Linked DNA regions of Zea mays: region 1 is linked to region 2. Evidence: chromatin contacts called from public Hi-C data. All regions are on one chromosome and are shown on one strand. The core of a region is the stretch at or near the end of the contact, and the rest is flanking DNA. Distances in the headings are between cores, read along the strand shown.

Region 1 (3,078 bases), core at 77-2,576, 470 kb after region 2:
ACCATAAAAAAGCAAAACACAAAGTGACACACGGACTGGTGCCCGAAACGGCCGGTGGCTGGTTGCCTAGGTTGAGTGAATGGATGCTTAAAAATATTGGAAGAGGTTGGGTTTGTTGTGGCGCTTATTACCTATTAGACCGCACACCTAATTTTATCGGGTGAATATTACCCATGGCTAAGCCGGTTCGGATGATTGCTTCCTAAATCCATATCCGCTTATCCAATGAGTGAGAATTTTGTTTCCTATTTATACCTATGGGGACAATTCTTGTCCCATACTCTAACCCTAAGGGATAGTTTGGGAGCGAGAAAATCAAAGGGAATTGAATGGGCTAGAATCTTCTTATTTAAAATTGAATAAAAAGATAATTTTAACCCCTCCAAGTTCTTTCAATTTTGTGGTTTCCAAACTAGCCCTACATGGAAAATTCTCGGTATCTACTCGATATCTCTACTCCACATCATGGTCGCCGTCGCCCACCGGTCACCGCCTGCACGCCAACACACGTAGCCTCTCTCCTTCCATCCTGCGCTCTTGGGCCCCACCTGTCTCCCGCGTCTCCACCGGTCAAACCGGCCACCCTCACCGCTCACAATCGGTGTGCACCTTCAACCGCTTTGGCCTACCTTATAAAAAAACTCGACCTACGGGTAAGACAACCTATAGAACAGACAAGAAGATTTTTTTTAATCACAGGTTGAAATTCGCTCCCACGGAGAATAAACTCAAGACTTGAGGAGTGATACTGGAGGACGTATCCTGTGCAATCACTCATTTTAGTGCAAGCGTGCAATCAAACTATCCAGAGCATCCAGTCTAGATCCAACGGTTTCATATGGAAGTGGTTAAATGTAAAATAGACACTAGGTTTCAGGTGGAAGGGGTTAAATGTAAAATAACAGTTACCATTAGATCTAGATCGGATGCACCAGATCGCTTGATTGCATGCTTGTACCAGGATAAGTGATTGCATAGGATATTTTCCCGTGATACTGAGACCATCTAACCGACTCGGACAAAGGACCTTTAGCTCTGGCTTACCTTATCAGTTCTCCCTTCTTGCCCACGCGAGAAAATTGGAATTATGCCATTATAAAACTTAGGATTCGCACAAATGCCATTATAGTAACACGCTTCGTTAATACGTCATTCTTAAACACTGGCTTACAGACAAAATACTATTTAGGGGTTATTTGAAAGATCAATATTTTTTACTATGCTGTTAGCAGTTGATCGGACAAAATCGCCATTCTCTTCTCTCCTTTTCTTATCCTCTGTCTCCTGAGCTCGCTCGTATAGTCGTATCTCCTCTCTGGACGAACAGAAAGGTTACCAGCAGCACCACGGCGAGATCTCCCCTTGGCGGGCCAAAACCGACGGCGAGCTTCACCGGCGTTGGTCGGCTCCCTTCTCTTCGCCGTTTTATTTTCCTCCCAGGTCGGTCTCCTCCACTATCCCCACAGAGGTTCCCCTTCTCCTTCCTTCGCTTTCTTTTTTTCCCCTGTCGCCGGCGGCGATAGGGTCCTGTTTTTCTTGCTTCGGCGGGCTGTAAATGCTTCCGGTCCTCTCCGGCGGTCCAGATCCGGCGGTGACCGTGCTCCTGTTCGTTCTTCTGGTCTTGATTCGATTGGGAGGGGAAGGGGTTCCTTCGGTCTTGGGAAATTCGAAGACATGCCTGCGCTCTACGCTTACGGAGGTGAGGAGGGAGAAAGACCTCTTCTTTGTTCTTATTTTCTTCGGAGCTTTGTTTTGATTTGAGATTTACGCTGGGAGGAAGTGATTACGTGTGCTCTTCCGTTCTGATTTTGATTGCTTCAATGGACAGATGGCGGGTGGCCGTGGTGGTCATGGCGGCGTGGTCGTCGTCGTCGTCCCGGCGCGCCCGCCGCCCTTGCACCACCGTCGCCGTGCAGACTGCGGAGAGCCTTGGTTTGTGGGGCGGGTAGGGGAGTCAGTGCTGCTGCTGACCTTTTTGGTTGGGGGTAAACCTGTCCGATCAACTGCTGACAGCACAGTAAAAGACGTTGATCTTTCAAATAAACCCTAAATGGCATTTTGTATAAGTCAGTGTTTGAGAATGGCGTATTGACAAAGCTTGTTCTCGTAATGGCATTTGAGCGAATCCTAATAAGTTTTATAATGGCAGAATTCCAATTTTCTCCGCCCACGCTGGTTCGTCTCGGACTCTCGGTTGGACTCCCCCAACTACCATTCGCTGTGAGTTTTTTTATTTCGGAAAAGAAGGAAGCACCGCGTGGTGGAGAGGAGATTTTGCTGGAACGGGACGCGATCTCGCCGTCCTCATCGGTCAAAGGCGGAGGGCATGGTTCTTAAGGCGGTAAGGCGAGATAAGGTGCCGGACCACCGCCTAGACGCCTAGGCGATGCCTAAGGCGAGCAAGGCGACGCCTTATCAACCCGAGAATCAGCAAAACAGCCTCATGGAGGAGGAAGAGAAAGAAAAAAGAAAAAGAAAAAAGGAGAAGGAAGGGGTAGGAGGCCCAGCCCACCAGCCAGCCCATATAATCCTTCCTCTGGCAACCCTAGGTTGCCTCTCTCCCCCACCATTCAGCTGCCGCTGCCCTCGATTGAGCCGCCGCCGCCTCAGATTCGCCGTCGCCGCCTCAGATTCGCCGCCGCCGCCGACGATTTGGACGCTGCCGCCAACGATTCAGCCTCCGCCGCCCTGGATTTGGCCTCCGCCGCTCTCGATTCGGCGTTGCCACCCCGAAACAGCGCCGCCCCTTTCCCTTTCCCTCTGCCCTATGCCCTCTTGCTGCTTCTTACCTAGGCGACGGGGACGCCTTGGATCTTTCGGGCGCCTGGACGCCTAGGCGTCGCCTAGGCGACGCCTTTAAAACAAGGGCGGAGGCGCTCCTGTACCGGGTTCACGCTAGCGCCGAGGTGAGTAGCTTTGCTAGCCGATTCACCCCTCAGGTCACCGGTTTGTTCTCGTGTAAAGGTACCCTGGTGTGCGCCGGAGACGGAACTTTGGGGGTGCTCCATTCAGTGGCGTCGGCCTCGGGTTCCGGTCTGCGCTGGCTCGTTCGGGGTCAGCTAACCATCGGCTTCGTGT
Region 2 (3,055 bases), core at 46-2,545:
ATTCTCATGGAACTATCTTGAAAACAAAGCTTGCAGCCTAGCCTGGGTATTTCAGACACACAACAATCTATGTTCGAGGTCGGAAATACTAAGCACATTCTGCAAGCCCATGCATGCCCTCCACTCATGGTTCAGTAAACAGAACATACTGTTTAAAGCTTTTCAGGGACAGTAAAGAAAAAATAGTTTGAGAAACAAGACGAATAGATATATTTCTGATTTACTAAGGCACTGTCTGGATAAACTAAATCCCTCCCAATTCAGGCCTTGTTCGGTTATTTCAATTCCATGTGGATTGGTGTGTATTGGGATGGATTGGGATGAATTTTGACTTGCTATGGATTTAAACCGACTCAATACCACCTAATCCACATGGATTAACGGCGAAACGAACAAGCCCTCATATGGATTGGAGTGGAAAATGAACTAATTTTCCACATCAACCCCTTCCAAAACATATGGATTGAAGGGGATTGCTGCGTTTCCAAACAAGCCCTAAAGGTAAGTCAAAACTCATGACTCTTGTAGCAATTTGAACACGAATCTATTTAAGGCATCATTATAAGATGCAATACAAACACTGTCAAGCACCCTTCTAGTCCTGCTCTTTTAGTTGAATAGCAATAGTTTGACTTTAAGCTCAGCTCGCATCATCCTCAGTTCCTCACATGAGGAAGTTACTACGATGATTTTCAGGTAGGTAAAACAGGCTGATTCCGCAGGCACAAGATAGAGCTTATGCTGAGCAACAAGGTGGAGTAATACATATACAAGCTTTGAGAAGACAAAACTTGCAATTATTTAAATACAACAAACAGCAGCCTAAATTCCACCAAATTCACCCTGTTGGGGTATGCACCCTATATACAGAAATAAAAATTTAGCAATCTTGACACCAGGGGCGGACCCAGCTAAGGCCATGGGTGTACATGTAGAACCGATATTTTTGCAAAAAGACGAAAAAAATCGAAGTTTGCAGGCATAATACATGTGTACCACACTTTAAATGAATCAGATCAGATCCAAATAGAAATAGCTTGGGTTTGGGAGCTCGGTTTCGCACAGCAGGAAAGGAAGAAAAGGGGTGGGCGTACCTGGTGGGTGCTCGTCGCCGGTGAAGGTCCCCAAAATAAAGGACTGTGCACGGCGGCGGCGGCGAGCCGGCGACCGCCAAGTCGTCGCCACCAGAAACAGATAGAGCGCACGCGGGGAGCACGGGAGAACGACGCGAGAGAACAGAAGCAAGGCCGCAGGGTAGATGGTTTAGACTTTAGACTACGGTCTACCTGATCAGTTGCCAGGTCGGCAAGAAAACCGCGATATTTTCTGAAGCCCAACTACCCAAGTCTATCGGACGTCAGTCAATTTTTTTTTCCAAAGTACTCGAGTACAGTGTCTCGAATTGAGTCCGGTTTTCATGTTGCGTCAGAGTTTTTTCTAAATCAAAACTTATGGGAATGTCTAATCTAATGGTTGCTATGGATCCAGAAATAGACCGATTCAATGTGTTTGACTAAGAGTACAATATATATAATAGAATAGACAAGTATGTTTTTTGGTTAGTTGAGAGACAATGCGAGATCATCTCTAAAGAGATTAATATAATCTTAAATGTCATCTCCCATGGTCCCTCTAAATCGAGAGAATAGAGGTGGTCGATGTTCAAGGTGGCGTGTAAAGGAAGAAGAGATATGTGAATCTGAAAGTAACTAGAGGACGGTGAATAGGTAATCCTATAAAATAACTTTAAAACACATAAACGTGGTTTAGGAATAAAGTTAGTGGAAACTAAAACCAAGTTTGAGAGATGAGAAGAGAAAAAAAGTCATCTTTACTTGATTGTGTTAGGATTTATGGGCTTGGCCCAATTAAGTTATTCAAATAAATCCCAGGAAAATCTCAAAAGCCCATATAAGTGGATGGCAAAGGGATAGGTGGAACCAATAGCACCATATTGCTAGCTCTTGTGGAGTAGAGCTAACTTAAATATGGAAGCCACACTCACTCACCAAGTCATGGATGAGAGGAGAGAGTGTGGAGAGCCACACGCGCGCGCGCTCGCTCGCCTCGCCGGGGCGGGGCGGGGCGGGGCGAAGGGCGCGGGCGCACGACATGCGCGTGAATGGTCCGCCGAAATCCGGCCCCTCGCCTTGCGGGGGCGCGGCTACCTTTTGCCGTTTGATTTTTTGGTTTCTTGGCTGTTACGCTTATCCTAACCGATCCCTATAAAATCTCAACTGATTGCGAGATTTTCGTGGGCGGATAAGCACTGGGGTCGCGGACTCGGCCCTATAAAAGGAGCCCGGCAGCCAGCCTCCAAATCATCCCAGATCCCAGTTCGCTTTCGCCTCTCTTCATAGCTGAGCCGCCTTTTAGTTCCCTTCGTCCCGACCGCAGAGGTGCATCTGCGATCAGGAGAGCAGGTCTCCGGAACCCTTCGTCTTCTAGATCCTGCACCGGGAGAGGGCGAATAAGGTTTTTGGGAAGCGTCTTCACGCGACTGCTCGTGATCTGCTGACCTCGTCAACCCATCTGATCCTGGCGCGCGCCAACAATCAGTAAGTCTAATCAGTACGCATCATCTGATTTGGCTTTTATTTCAGTTCTTCTGATTTGGTCATGATTTATATTCGGAATTTAATTTGGAATTTGTCTAATTATTCAACATTCCAAAAACCTTATTGTAGACAATTTCCTAGTTTTTCTATGGCTGCTTTTGCCGACGCGCTGAAGCCAGAAAAGTTTAATGGTATGCACTTTAAGAGATGGCAAGTCAAGGCCACGCTCTGGCTTACTGCTATGAATGTCTTCCATGTTAGTAAAGGCAGACCTGAGGGTCCACTGACTCCTGAACAGGAGAAAGAGTACGACCATGCCAATACTATGTTCACGGGAGCCGTTCTTAGCGCCCTTGTTGACCGTCTGGTTGATGCGAATATGCAGTACACAGACGGGAAACAGTTGTGGGATGCACTTACTACTAAGTATGGTGCATCAGATGCTGGCAGTGACCTGTATATCATGGAGAGCTTTCATGATTATAAGATGGTTGATA

Evidence for each region. Hi-C and Micro-C count contacts between places; a contact is called where the count stands out from the background.
Region 1: a contact with region 2 is called in a Hi-C map of ear, with 1.7 times the contacts expected there. The contact joins the promoter of LOC100272719 here to the promoter of LOC100193479 in region 2. A contact is called at or near these places in 2 of 25 Hi-C or Micro-C datasets (bundle sheath and ear).

The regions. Positions count from the first base shown.
Region 1 is chr5:193,851,210-193,854,287 of Zm-B73-REFERENCE-NAM-5.0, forward strand. It overlaps LOC100272719, which reads left to right and starts at 1,327. Exons shown (of 4, transcript NM_001147172.1): 1 at 1,327-1,440; 2 at 1,584-1,699.
Region 2 is chr5:193,383,141-193,386,195 of Zm-B73-REFERENCE-NAM-5.0, forward strand. It overlaps LOC100193479 (Cyclin-T1-3), which reads right to left and starts at 1,296. Exons shown (of 7, transcript NM_001138594.2): 1 at 1,095-1,296.